Linked DNA regions of Sus scrofa: regions 1 and 2 are each linked to region 3. A link is a contact called in public HiChIP or PLAC-seq data. All regions are on one chromosome and are shown on one strand. The core of a region is the stretch at or near the end of the contact, and the rest is flanking DNA. Distances in the headings are between cores, read along the strand shown.

The links. HiChIP or PLAC-seq counts read pairs in DNA pulled down with a chosen protein or histone mark.
Region 1: a contact with region 3 is called in an H3K27ac HiChIP or PLAC-seq map of alveolar macrophages. The contact joins the promoter of DNAJC5 here to the promoter of GMEB2 in region 3. A contact is called at or near these places in 1 of 47 Hi-C or Micro-C datasets (alveolar macrophages) and 1 of 2 datasets of contacts at active chromatin or transcription factors (alveolar macrophages).
Region 2: an H3K27ac HiChIP or PLAC-seq map of alveolar macrophages shows a contact between it and region 3. The contact joins the promoter of PRPF6 here to the promoter of GMEB2 in region 3. A contact is called at or near these places in 2 of 47 Hi-C or Micro-C datasets (heart right ventricle and liver) and 1 of 2 datasets of contacts at active chromatin or transcription factors (alveolar macrophages).

What each region holds. Positions count from the first base shown.
Region 1 is chr17:62,752,427-62,757,001 of Sscrofa11.1, reverse strand. DNAJC5 (dnaJ homolog subfamily C member 5) reads right to left here and starts at 2,372. Exons shown (of 6, transcript XR_002339937.1): 1 at 2,133-2,372.
Region 2 is chr17:62,813,296-62,818,168 of Sscrofa11.1, reverse strand. It overlaps PRPF6 (pre-mRNA-processing factor 6), which reads right to left and starts at 2,660. Exons shown (of 21, transcript XM_021077613.1): 1 at 2,425-2,660; 2 at 647-815. The coding sequence starts at 2,495. SAMD10 (sterile alpha motif domain-containing protein 10) reads left to right here and starts at 4,176. Exons shown (of 5, transcript XM_021077668.1): 1 at 4,176-4,362. The coding sequence starts at 4,272.
Region 3 is chr17:62,592,744-62,597,580 of Sscrofa11.1, reverse strand. GMEB2 (glucocorticoid modulatory element-binding protein 2) reads left to right here and starts at 1,701. Exons shown (of 10, transcript XM_021077553.1): 1 at 1,701-2,067.

The DNA.
Region 1 (4,575 bases), core at 1,123-3,622, 160 kb before region 3:
AGATTCTGCAAACGACTCAAGTCCTTTAGTCACAAAGCAGGATTCAGTGTGCTCACAACAGCCTCACAGCAGAGAGCGAGCCGAGGGTCAGGAACGGCTCACTTCCCTGTGACTCGAACAGTTTACTGCATCTCACGCCACTTCATCAACAAATGAACAGCATGTGGGCTTTACCTGGGGCGGGGGGCGGCAAAGACAAAACTTCTAAAAGCATCGTTATAGTGGCAGATCAGACAAAACCTTTTGGTTCTGAGCAAACTCGAGACTAAAAGTGGCAAAAAGATTTACAGGGAAGTCCCGCACAGATCACCTCTGCGCCCTGCCTCTGGACTGGCTGTCCTCTCCTGAGAGGGAGCTGACTTGCCACGGACCTCCCTCAGCACCCAGCGCCCAACTATTCAGCACTCACCCACAACGACTTCCCAGTGACAAGGTCGCTGTGCTGCAGAGCTGCTGCTAAGCTCATCACTCTCCTTCATTCGACCAGTGTTTACCGGGCACAGAGTGTGTGCCAGGAACTGTTCTTCGCACCAAACAGCCACCCTGTGGACCTTACCCCACAGTAAAGGATTACGCGTAACAAACGTACTAAAGAGACTTCAGAAGAATTAAGTGCTGTGGGAAATTAAACAGGAAAGGGAATCAGGAAACCGGAGGTGGCGAGCTGGAATTCTAGGTAAGATAGGGAAGGCCTGCCCTCACTGGGCCTAAGAGTGAGGAAGTGAGGGATCCGGGCAGATCCGAGGACAGAGCACATGAGTCTGTTGAGAGAATGGCCAAGAGGCCATGGCGGTGGGGGTCAGAGGGTGGCAAGGGGCGTCCCTCCCCAACAAAGGTGCCCACCCAAGGCCACAGGCTCCAGAGCCGAGGTCCCTCAGCAAGGCTGTCTCCTCCACATGCAGACCTAAGCGTCTGCTCACCACAGATGCCCAGGTGGTCTGCTTTCGCCACGGCCAAGGGGAACAGGCGCAACACACACGACCCTCAGATCCCAGGGCTAGTGGAGGCACCTGCCCCACAGCCAGAGCGGCTCCTACAGCCCTTGGTTTGGCCACAGGCCCCCAGAGGTGCCCGGGGTCCCAGAGTCCTGACAGGTCAAAGGAGAGCTGCTGGCTCTCAGTTATAAAGTTTCCCAAAGCCCTTAAGTCCTGCCTCATAGCGTCACCTCTCATTTGACAGATGACACGATGCTGACACTCACGACAACACTGAACAAGAGAGGAGCAAGAGAATAAACATAAAATCTCAGAGCTTTGCCTTTAGGCAACCAAGTCACAGACGGGCCAGTACACTTGTTTTGTCATTAAGATAGTTTGTAAACAGACAGAGGTGTCCAGCACGGCACCCATTAGGCTACGACCGGCTGGTTAAAATGTCTCCTTATCAAACCTCAACACGAAAATCAAAATAAAACTGAAACTTTTGCTTCCCTTCCTGTGTGGCACAACCAAATGCACTCCGATAAATCGTCTCAGGCACATGAAAAAGGGGCTCCTTAATCCAGCCTCTCAACACGAACAAGTTAGAACCTGAAGGGAAGAGCTCCCGACACTGTCTCCGCAAGACAATACACAGCGATGCTCCAAATAATGTCCTTGCGACGCAGAGAAAACACTTCTTTCTTACCAGGCCGACGATTCACACCCCCGAGATTAATTTACAGCGCGTCAAGGAACAAAGCTCACTTCGCCGAGCTCCAAGCGTGACCCGGGGACAGGTTACGTGGCTGCTGCATCCGGCGGCTCTGCCCCCCGCGGCCCCCTGGACAGGAAAGCCCCTCCCCAGGGCGGTGGGCGCCCGGCGCACACGCCGGGCCCTGGGCCCTCGCCGCCGCCGCCGCCGGTCAGGTCTGGCCGACCACAGCGCGGGCCCGGCGGCCTGGCCACGGCGCGCGCCCTGGGCCTCCCGGCGCCTCTCCGGCCCGGCCGCCGCCCCCCGCCCCGAGCGGGGAGGGAGGGAAACAAGGAGGGAGGGGGTCGCCGCCATTTCCGGCTACGGGCGCGCGGCCCCCCAGCCCGCGTCGCGCCCCCCTGCGCCCCCGCCCTCCTCCAGCCGCCTCCACATCCCGCCCCCAGTCACCGCGAGGCCCCCGCCCGGCCTGACGCGATGCCGCGGGCCCGCCGCGAGCTCACCTGTCCGCGCGCCCGCCCGCCCGCCGGCTCCGCGGCTCTGCTCCTCCCTGCGCAGCGCTGCTGGGCAGCCGGCCGACGCGCTCCTCAGCCGGGGCTGCGCCTCGGGACCCGGCGGCGGCGGCGGCGGCGGCGGCGGCGGCGGCGGCGGCGGCAGCGGCGGCGGCGGCGACGGAGTCGGCGGCGGGGGCAGCGGCAGAGGGCGCGGGAGCAGCACCGGCAGAGGCGGCGAGGGCGCGCACGCTCACGCACGCTCACGCACGCACCCGCACCGGCGCGCGCGCTCCCGGGAGGACGTGGGCGCCGGTGGGTCGGAGCTGCGGGCTGGGCAGGCCGCGCGTGCGCTCAGAGCGCTGCGCAGAGGCTCCGCCCACGAGGGGCAGGGCCCGAATGACAGCAGTGGGCGGAGGCTCCAGAGCTCCCAGCGGAGGCTCCGCCTACTGAGGGCGGAGTCCCGAGTGCCAGCCCATACGCGGGTGCTCCGAGAGCTGTGGGCGGAGCTTGCACCGCGGAGCCGGAAGCCTCCACCGCCCAGCAGGGGCGGGGCCGAGACGCGGGGGCGGGGCCTGCCCGCCAGCGCTTCAGGTAGTGGCTAGTGCGCCGACAGGTGCTGCGGTAAACGGATGCGGGGACTAGTTTGGCGGCTGACTTTGCCTGGAGCTTCACGTAAGATTGGGGAAACGCAATTGTTCTCGTCAAAGAACAAGCGAAAGAGGGAGCTGGTGGGAGTTGTCCCAGAGGCCGCCGACCCCTGAACCACTGTTAGGGACCGCGCGGTGCAGAGATGTGACTTGCTTCCTACCTCCCCAATCGCCGAAGTGTCACAGCCATTGTCCAGCCCCTCCCAGAATCACCTGCAAACAATGCCTTGAATGGGCAGTTGTACCAACTTCTACTCACTTCCCTTCCGGTCCAGTTTCGACCCGTTCTTTGACTCCGAGGGAGGGGAGACCTGCTCGTCACCCTTCGCTAACACTCCTTATAACAGGAGGTATTCTGCCGTATACTGAGTGCCTGGTACATCTGTATGTGCTATTTCATCCTGAAAGCCGTCCAAATCGATTTTTTTTTTGGGGGGGGTCTTTTTTAGGGCCGCACCCGCGGCATATGGAGGTTCCCAGGCTAGGGGTCGAATCGGAGCTGCAGCCGCCGGCCTGCACAAAAACCACAGCGACTCGGAATCCGAGCCGCGTCTGCGATCTACACCACAGCTCACGGCAACGCCAGATCCTTAACCCACGGAGCGAGGCCAGGGATCCAACCCGCAACCTCAGAGTTCCTGGTCCGATTCGGTAAGCACTAAGCCAGGCCTGGAACTCCCCCAAATCGACCTTTCCATTCACTTCTCTTGCCTCCTCACTTCCACACTTGCCCACATCAGCGGAGTCACATTCTTAACACAGAAACTTTATGACACTGAAGTCTTCCTATGACATACTGAGTAAAATCCAAACTCTGCCAACAAGCTCCAGCCCCGTTTACCTCCACCCTCTTCTTACACCTCTCTGCCATCCTTGAACTGCCCAGTTTGCCCCAGGCCTGGGGCCTCTAAGTGGCAGAGAGCTCAGGAAGTCTCCTGGCAGTTATTAAGTTGTGCAACATCAGTCAGGCAGCACAAAAAAGGCGTAGGCCAGAAAAACAAGCAGCAGAAAGGCCAGATTAGTATCTACATCTGGTGTTTTGGGGTTGTTTTTTGTTTTTTGTTTTTTTTCCTTTTTAGGGCTGCAACTGTGGCCTATAGAAGTTCCCAGGCTAGGGGTCCACTTGGAGCTGCAGCCGCAGCAACGCCAGATCTGAGCTGCCTCTGCAATCTGTACCACAGCACACAGCAACTGAGCGGGGCCAGGGGTAGGAGCTGCATCCTTACGGACACCGCAATGAGAACTGCAGTGCCGATGTCTTTCGATTCAAGGAATGGGTGAGGCAGGCCCTGGTGAGTCTCTCTTGGACCCAGTAGTTCCACATCAGGGGTTTTCTTTGGTCTTTTTAGGGTTGGAAATTCCCAGGCTAGGGGTCGAATTGGAGCTACAGCTGCCAGCCTACACCACAGCCACAGTAACACCAGATCTGAGCCACATCTGCAACCTGCACCACAGCTTGTGGCAATGCTGGATCCTTAACCCACTGATGGAGGCCAGGGATTGAACGCTCTTCATCATGGATACTAGTTGGGTTCTGAGCTACAATGGGAACTCCTAGTGATTGTTTTCTGAAGAAAATGTTCCCCAATACAGAAAAAGGTGTATGTGCTGAGCTGCACTTGATGGTGTTATTTGTAATCGTGAAAATGGAAACCGGTGCCACTATACACTAAGACACTCGGATGGAACGATATGGTTTAAACAAACAAGTCACCCTTTGGGAGGAGACAGGAAGGATACCGGCAAATGTTGACAATGACTGCAGGCCCACCAGGTGGCCCCTTATCCTAACCTTGAGACAGGAA
Region 2 (4,873 bases), core at 1,411-3,910, 220 kb before region 3:
TTAAGAATCCTCTCACTGCAGCTGCTCGGGTTTTGAACAAGTGCATGTTTGATCCCCTGCCCCACACAGTGAGTTAAAAGAGCTGCAGCCGGCTCGGATTCAATCTCTGGCCCAGAAACTTCCATATGCAGTGGGCCATTAAAAAAAAAAAAAAGAGGAGTTCCCATCGTGGCGCAGCGGAAACGAATCTGACTAGGAACCATGAGGTTGCGGGTTCGATCCCTGGCCTTGCTCAGTGGGTTAAGGATCTGGCGTTGCTGCGGGCTGTGGTATAGGTCACAGACTCGGCTCGGACCTGGCATTGCTGTGGCTGTGGTGTAGGCCGGCGGCTACAGCTCCAATTCGAAGCCTAGCCTGGGAACCTCCATATGCCGTGGGTGTGGCCCTAAAAAGGACAGAAGAGACAAAAAAAAGAAAAAGAAAAGAGACCAGCCAAGACAACACGCCAGTGTAACAACTCTAACACTTGCAAAGGCATCAAGTGCACAGTTGTTTGCATTTTTCACATGCCCCTCACTGCTGGCACTATCCCACGAGTAGCTGACATAAGAGCACCCGCCACCCCAAGCCACTCATCACAGATGCCAAGAGCACACTGCTGAAGCTGGGCGGCCCTTCTGGACACTGGCCAGGGAGCCCCAGTCACCTCATCATAGTTGGTGTCATTCAGATCCTCATCGTCGTCATCTGCGGCCTGGCTCTTCTTCATCTGGTCCCCGACGGTCCTCTTGCCCGGGGGCGCGTGGCGGTCATCCACGGGATCATTGGCATCCCGGGCAGGCCCAATGTCTGACCGGGTGGTGAAGCCAGTGGCACTGCAGGAGACCCCAAGACGCCCACTTATCTGAGTGGCCTTGTTTCTGTGCTTTTCCCTCCACAGGCGTCACCTGATGACACCTACTTTTCCAACTGCTCTGGGAAACCTCCAAAGATCCCGTGAACTCCCCACAGTGCCGTGTGTGCAGGGAACCCCACACAGCCGTGCTCTCCAACGTCGCCGTCCGTCCGCTTCAGGACAGGAAGCTGAGGAGGCTACCAAGGCTCTCTCCTGCCACCCCCGTTCTCCGGGAGAGGGCTTCGCCAGGGCACCAGCCTCCCATTCCCAACACCTGCTAGGCATCTCCCTCTCCCACTCCACCCGGGCCTTCCAACGCAGCTCGGCCCAGGCAGAGCTCCCCTTCCGCACCGGCCCTGCAGCGGCAGCTCTGGGCTGTTTCAGCGGGTGGTGGCAGTGCCGTCCCAGGCACCATGGCATTGGCTCGGCCTCCCTCTCCCTCCCACCCGCCTCCAAGCTCTACAGGGTCTCCCCCCAGAACCCATGCTCCTGAGACCATGACTCCCATCCCATCTCGTTAGGAAGCAAGCTACCCCCCTGCATGGAGCTTCCCTAGCTTCAACACAGCTCCGACCGCAGCCTCTACGCAGCAAGGCTCTCATTCAGATTTGAAGGAGGAAACGAAAGCTTTACAGGCAAGCAAAAGCTAAGAGAATTCAGCACCACTAAACCAGCTTTACAACGAATACTAAAGGAACCTCTCTAGGTAGAAGGAGACCATAACCAGAAACAAAACTATGACGAGTGACGGGGCTCACCGGCAAAGACAAACACGTGAGAAAGGGAGAAGGTCAGCCACACACAAACAGGCCACCAAACCCAGAAATCGGGAGCAGAGGAGGGTACAAAGGCAGGATGCTGGGGATGCACTGGCAATGAAGAGACCAACAGCTTACAACAACCCTGTGTATACAAAGACTCCTATATCAAAACTTCACGGTAACTGCAAACCAAAAATCTACAAGAGATACACACAGAAATAAGAAAAAGCAACCCAAAAACAACACTGAAGACAGTCATCAAACCACAAAAGAAGATAATAACTGCTCAATTCCTCAGCAATAAACGGCCGTCATCTGATCTAGGGGACCCAGTCACAAGCCTCACAGATGCCACCCCTGCCCGCGGAGAGCTGACTCTGAACAGGCAGTACTGTGACCACCGACACCGCAGCGGAAGAACGAGCAACCCTGAGCGAGCACACAGAGGACCCCGGCCGGACGGTGGGGGAATCAGTCCCGTTCAAGGCAGGGGTTGGGGGGGGGCGATGCCTGGCCTGGGGGGTAGTAGCCACGGTGCTCAACTACAAGCACTGCACACTCGCAAGACGGCGTTACCACCCGCCTCTCAGCACAAACACCGGGCTCAGAGCGCCCCGGTGTCCCGTCTCCTGGGGAGGCAGCCTCGCTCGGGTCTGTCCGAACCCAGGACGCCGTTCTTCCCACAAAGACCTGGCCAACCCTGCGCCACCGCTGCTCTCGTCCTCCCCGCCCCGACCCGCCGCCTCACTGAGACGTGTGGGCAGTCGCGACGCGACCACGGTCCCGCCCGGGGCTCCACCCCAGCGCGCGGCCCGCCCCAGGCCTCACCCCCGGCCCAGCCCGGGCACGTAGCCGAGCGGAGCGGGCATGCCCAAGAACGGCTTCTTCTTCTTGTTCATCGCGGCTGTGACGCCGACGGCCGGGAAGGGAAAGGACGGAGGCTGCGGCCGGAGGCCAAAGACGACAGACGACCGAAGCGCCGCCGCAGGAAGAGCTCGCGCGCCCGCGTCACCCGCGCCCCGGAAGCAGAGCGCGCGAACCGACAGATCCCCGCCCACCTCGGCGGCCCCGACCGGAAGTTCCCTAAAGGCGACTTCCGCCCGCTTCCGGCGGCTCCTTGACTCCGAGACCGAGACGCGATAGGCGCATGCGCGGGGGGCGCCTGCTCGTGTAGCTGCGGGCGGGCGGGCGGTGTCACCCTCGATTAGCCCTCGATTAGCAGTCTGCACACGGGGGAACCTCAAACCTTGAGCCGGGGCGGCCCTGCTAACTGCGTGTACTCGATGCATTTCCGATACCTGCCTGTATGGGCAGGACCTATGGGTCCCCCGCCTCCCGGATCCGCCCTCCCTGCCCCCCGCCCAGTCGCCCTGGCCCCGGGGCAGGGCCTAACACAGCTCCGGGGGCTGCACACCCAGCCAGTTGTGTAGAGCTTATGCGGAGTGTATGTGTTGTGATCGCGTGTCCCCGGGTGCAGACTGCTTCCCTGGCTCTCCGCGCTCAGATTTCTGGACCCGATCCGGCAGCGCCGGTACCTGTACAGGCCCCCACCCCCACCATACCCTGAACATTCAGGTGCTTCTGGTGAGGGTGGGAGCCCAGATCCTAGGGAGCTAATTGATGAGCATAAATAAATGCACCAGGACAAGTTAGTATGCGGGCATGAGTGGTCACAGCATGTGGGTGAATTCCGTGTGTCCGTGGGCACAGGTGCAAGTCAAGCCACCTGTGCTCATATTTTAGGTGAATATGCATGACCGTCCTTGGCATACATGTCTGTGTGTCCATGTGCACGTTTGCTGAGGTGGCTGTGGGACATCCTCTGGCCCCCACATTCACCTGGGGAGAGCCCTCAGGCTCTAGGCAAAGCAAGCAAAAAGCTGGCCACATGTTTAGCCTTCTGCTGGACCAGGCAGCCCCCAGCCCACCCTAACCTTTCTCACTGGGGTCCTGGAGCAAACATAGCTCTCCTGCCTGCTGCAGCCTTCTCAGAGTTTCTCCCTCCTCCTTGCCCCCAGCCGAATCCCTTTCAGCACCACGCCCTGGACGCTGAGTCAGATTCTGGGTCTCCAGAGGGGAGGGGAGAGACCCTGCTGTCCTCCAGAAGTTTGCGGTGTTGTGGGGAATAAGAAAGGGTCGAACTGACTTCTCTGGGGAAACGAGTGCCCGTTGGACAGGGAGACCACTGGAGAGGTCTGGAGATGACGTGAATAAAGGAATAAGTAAACTGACATAGGAGAATGGGTTAGGTCTGGCCCTTGACCTGGCCCCCAGTGGACAGAAGCTCCCCGGAGCAGGTACACTACCCTCTCCCCTCCACACACGCACTCTTATGTCCCTGACTCAGATGCTCCTGCAGACCTCTGGATCTCCTGCCGGTGCACAGAGTCCCTTGTCCTTGCACGCCCAGGTGCGCACTGCCGGCCCGTGCCCTGGCAGGCACCGTTCGCATACGCAGATCCGCGCGCCGCCGACACACCTCCGAGTTCCCGGAGCGCGCCCGGCTCTCAGGGCTCAGCGGCAGGTGCCTCGCCGCGCAGACTCGCCGGGCGCGGGGACCGGCTCGGGCGCGGGGCCGGTTGGGGCGGGGCGGCGGCGCGCGTTCCCCGCCGGCCACACGGGCCGCCCTGCGCCCGGCGAGGGGCGTGTGCACAGGCGGGGGACCCGCGGGCCCCATGTTCACGGAGCTGAGGACCAAGCTGAGCCCCCCGCGAGGCCGCTCCGGGGCTGTGCGCGCCGGCTTCGGGGAGCGCCGGGATGTGGACGGTGAGCGGGCTGGACCGGGGCGCGGGAGTATCGGGGTCTGGGGGCTCGAGGACCGAGAGGGACAGGGGCGGGTCCTGGCGGACTCCGAATGGCAGCCGCACTCGGAGTGGGGGGCGCGCCCTGGTCGAACAGGGTCTCGGGTGTCTTTGTCCTGTGCCGGGGCGGGGGTGGGGTGGGGGCGGGCAGTCAGGCCTTGGGAATCAGCGCGCCTTGGTTTGGGAGAGGTGACCCGCTCGGGCTCCTGTCCCCAGGCGAGTAGCACCCCTTTGATCACCTTCTCCTTTGCGCGGAGAAAACCTTCCCCAGCCCCAGCAGTGGGGCCGAGGGGTGGCCGAGACCACAGCGGGACTCAGGCGCCCCCTCCCCATTTTCCTACTGGAAATCTGACATTGGGGCTAGAAGGCGGGACGCACCGATGGACGGACGAAGAGCCCTCCCCCCGGCGCGGACAGGAAATGGGCGGGGCCAAACTGGCCCGGGACAGGTGGCAGAGGCCTCCCACTAGTCCTAC
Region 3 (4,837 bases), core at 452-2,951:
CATAGGCTGCGGGTGCCGCGCTACAAAGCAAAAAAAAAAAAAAAATAAAATAAATAAATAAGATTTTTCCATCACTGGGGTGAGTATACTCCAACGATTGAAAACCATCAAAGTACACCTCTCCCAACCGCAATGTCACGGGAACAAGGTTTGCTGGAAGACGTCCCAGTCTGGGAAACGGGCTTCAGGGGCTTCCTACTGGAGCATGAGCACAAGTGCGTGGCTTGGTGCTCAAGGAGGCATTTGTTTCCCGCCTTCTCCATCTCCTGAGTGGGAGTGCCCAGGGAGCCCGCAGCTGTTCGCCAGGCGCCCAAGTTCCTTGGCAGCCACTAAGCCAGAGCAATGACACACACGGGAGAGCTGGCTGCATGCCCACCCTGGTTTGAGCACAGACGGACCCTCTGGGTCCAGCCTGACTGCCCTGTGCAGGTGGGGAGACGGGGCACAGGGAGGTCTGGGGAGGAGCTCAAGGATGGGGCTGGCAGAGCTTCCACCAGGAGTCCCTGGGGCAGGAGCAGCATGCCTCCCTACTGCCCCTCCGGCCAGGGCAGGACCATTAACCACCCCGGGCCTCCCACCGTGTCCTTCTTTTTTTTTTTCTTTTCTTTTAGGGCCACGCCCGGCATATGGAAGTTCCCAGGCTAGAGGTTGAATCGGAGCTACAGCTGCTGGCCTGCACCACAGCCACAGCCACGCGGGATCCAAGTCATGTCCTCCACCTCACCTCACAGCAACATCAAATCCTTAACCCACTGAGGGAGGCCAGGCATCGAACCCAAGTCCTCATGGATACTAGTTGGGTTCATTTCTGCTGTTACAATGGGAACTCCCCACTGCACCTTTCAATCAAAGAGCAAGGCCCGGCTGTACCTGGGTCCCAGGACACAGGAACTCCTTGAAAGCTGAGCGATGCTAACCCCCTTACATACTGGAAAATCCAGGGTCTCCAGAGATACTCTAGCTAGTTACCTGTAATTAAAAAAGAGAGCGAGAGTTCTCAGAGCATTCCTAATGCTCTATCAGGTTCTGTGGTAACTGAAGGACTGAATTTTTTTTTCCTTTTGGTCTTTTTAGGGCCATACCCGTGGCATAAGAGGTTCCCAGCGCCAGGGGTCAAATTGGAGCTGTAGCCGCCACCATAGCCACAGCCACACAGGATCTGGGCCATGTCTGTGACCTACACAACAGCTCACTGCAACCCTGATCCTTGACCCACTGAGCGAGGCCAGGGAGGGAACCCACATCCTCATGGATGCTAGTCTGGTCTGATAATCGCTGAGCCACAACGGGAATAATCCAGGAGGACTGAATTTTCATTTCAGTTAAGGCAAATTTAAATGAGCACACTTGGCGAGTGACCACAGCACAGGTTTCCGCGGCTGGGGCGCAGTATAGGACCACGGTAGGGCAGCCCACAGACTCAGCAATGAGACTTATGATAAAAAATAAAATCTATTAATCGCAGGACTCGGACTAGACGAGTGGAAAGACGTAGAGGCGAGCGACTCCCCCTGGCAGGCCCTCCCGCCCGCCTCTGGGGAGGGCTTTACACACGCTGGGCACCAGCGCACCTGCATTTGGCTTCGGTCACTCATTGGGCATGCACGTTCCCCGCCCCCAGCCCTAAGCGAGTCTCCCTACACATTCTCGCCCCACTCGTGCTTGGACACACGGGGAAGGCTGCGCCTGGCAAGTGTGTCCACCAGCCCTGGCACGTAAGCCAGCTGGCGGGGCGGGGGCGGGGCCGGGGCCGCCGCGTTCCCCTCGGGCCCGGGCCCCGCCCCCACGCCCGCGCAGGCGCAACCGGCCCCACCAGGCCTTATTTCTTAGCACCGCACGCCTTCCCGCTGAGCGCAAAATAAGTCTCGGGACTCGCCCTTGCCCTGCGTGCGCGGCCCCGCCGCCGGCGTCACTAGGAAGCGCGCGCCCGGACCGCCGCCGCCGCCGCCGCCGCCGCCGCCGAATCCCCAACAAGGAGCACAGCCCGCGGCCGCCGCCGCCACCGCCGCCGCCGCCCGTCGCCGCCGCCCGCCCGCCGGCGCCCGCGCAGGCCCGGCCGCGGCCCAGGTAAGCGCCCGCCGCCCCCCCGCGGCGAGGCCTCTCGCTCCGCCGCGCGCCGCCGTCCAGTCAGGGGTCCCTGCGGAGCGTCAGGACGTTACGGCGGGGGGAGGGGAGCGGGGGAGGGGCGGCGGCGCGCGGCGGGCGTCACGGGCGTCACGGGCCCGCGTCAGGCGCGTCGGCGGCGGCGGCGGCGCGGCCTCCATCTTGCCGGAAGGCGGCGGGCGGCGGGAGCTGGGGAGGGCCTTGGACGGGGGCCGCGCGGAGGGCGCCGGGGCGGGGGCCGCGTGGGGGGCGGGGGCCGCGTGGGGGCCGCCTTCTCGCGGGGCTCCCCTCGCGTGGGCCCCCTCCCTTGGGGGGCCTCTTTGCGTGGGGGCCCCTTCGTGTGGGCGCTCCCCCCGCGGAGGGCCGCGCGGGTCCCCGCTTCCCGTGGGGGCCGCGCCTCCCCTGGGGGCTGCGTGGGCGGCCCGCGTGCGTGCTGACCCGTTGGTGAGAACCGTGGCTCCCCGAAGCCCTCGGCGGGAGCTCCTCCACACGCGTTCATTGCCAGCGGTGACCCGGACACAGTGGGTTAACTTTGCGTTCACCCAGTTGATTCCGCTGGAGAACCGCGATCTCTTAGACGTTTCGATTACATCAGTCTTTTTGCTGTTTTAAACAGACCGAAGTTGTACATAACTGCTGTACACAAGGTGGTCGGTCCGGATTATGTTACACCCAAGAAAGCCTTACCCCGGTCTGTGCCCTAAACCTGTCCATCCCCACCCAGAGTTTTTCTTTCTTACTGTCGTGATGAGAGCGCTTAACGAGCCGTTGTCTTGCGCAGCAGGTTAAGGATCTAGTGTTGTCACTGCAGCAGCTTGAGCGGCTCCTGTTGGATCCCTGGCCCAGGAGCTTCCGAGTTCCTGCCTCAGGTGCAGCCAAGAGAAAGAAGGCGGCGGCTTCAGTAGCCAAATGTTGAGTGTTCAGTGCTGTGCTGTCCAGCCGGGGTGCTGTTCCATCCCGAGATCTCTAGGACTGACTTTGCGTAACTGAAACTTTGTGCTCTTTGATAGGTCCTGTCTCCCCCGTCCCGGCCACCACCCTGCTCCGCCCTGTGTCTGGAGTTTGACTCTTTTGATCTAAATACCTCGTGGGAGAGGCAGGCGTCATGTAGTGTTTTGTCCTCCTGTGTCGGCTCGTTGCACTTAGTGCCACATCCTCTGTGTTCGTCCATGTGGACACAAACGGCAGAATTTCCTTTTTATTTGATTTATTTCGCTTTTTAGAGCTGCACCTGCGGCGTATGGCAGGTCCCAGGCCAGGGGTCGTACGCCACAGCCACAGCAGCACGGCGCCTGAACCCTGTTGTGACCTCACCACGGCTCACGGCAACGCTGGATCCTTAACCCACGGAGCAAGGTCGGGGATCGCTCCCGCAACCTCATGGTTCCTGGTCGGAGTCATTCACCACTGAGCCACAACGGGAACTCCTGTATACCAAATTTTTGTCCATTTGTTCATCCGTGGAGATCGAGGTTGCCTTCGTATCTCGACTTGGGAATAACGCTGCAGTGAACATGGGGTGCGTTTGTCTCTGGAGAGCCGCATTTAATTTCCTTTGGACGCGCACCCAGCGTGGGCCTGCTGATCACACAGTAGTTCTGTTTTTAGTCTTCTGAGGGACTCGCAGACTGTCTTCGTAGTGGCTGCACCAGTTTATGCTCCCACCAGCCGTGCACCACACCTTGCACCCGTGTGCTCGAGTCTGTTCAGGGTGGAACCGATGGATTCAGTAAACCTCTGATGTCACACAGTAAACTAAGCAGGGTGCTGGTTCAGAAGATGTTTATTCACAGGAAACGTTTTAAAACTCTGGGAGGACAGGCTGGGCGGGGAGGATTTGCGTGTACCTGTCGTGCCCTGAGGCCGGGCCAGAGCTGGAGGGAGCACCTCCCGGGGTGGCTTCTGGCAGTGTTAAGAGAAGCCAGAAATCTTTATTTTTTTAATGTGAACACTAAATGCTGGCAAAGTTGGCAACTAATTAAACATGTTGAAACATTGAGTATCAAAGAAACGGTGCCTCTGGCTCCCTGGTGTGTGGCCTCTGCTGTTTCTAGTGGTACTTTTACCAAAGGAAGATACTTGTGATTTTTTCAGAAGATCCGGAAAGGAGAGCCGGATCTGAACCTGATGACTGCACACCAATGTGTTCATCTCATTTGTTTGTATTTGTACCCCTAAAATGATAGTTTAAAAATATCTCTTCGTGGGGACTTCCCGTTGTCTCAGTGGCTGACGAATCCGACTAGGAACCATGGGGTTGCGGGTTCGATCCCTGGCCTTGCTCAGTGGGTTAAGGATCCGGTGTTGCCGTGGGCTGTGGTGTAGGTGGCAGACGTGGCTCGGATCCCGTGTTGCTGTGGCTCTGGCGCAGGCCAGTGGCTACAGCTCCGATTCGACCCCTAGCCTGGGAACCTCCATTTGCCGCGGAATGGCCCAAGAAATAGCAAAAAGACAAAAATAAATAAAATAAAAAAAGAAATCTCTTCCTATCTTACTTACCTCAGAGGTAACTGTGGTGCAGTTCACACCAGTAGGAACCCAAGCTTTGGGATCGGGCCACGCCGCCCGGAGTGCCTGCTGGGGAGGGGGATCCCATAGCAGGGGTGTGACCAGGTCACTCCCTGCTGTACCTGCTCTGGGTCTGGACCTCATCGTATCAAGGACTTGAACTCTTTTCTGTGAAGTAGCTTTTGTGTGTGTATTTTGAAACTTAAGGCAGTTGCCATTGGAGAGG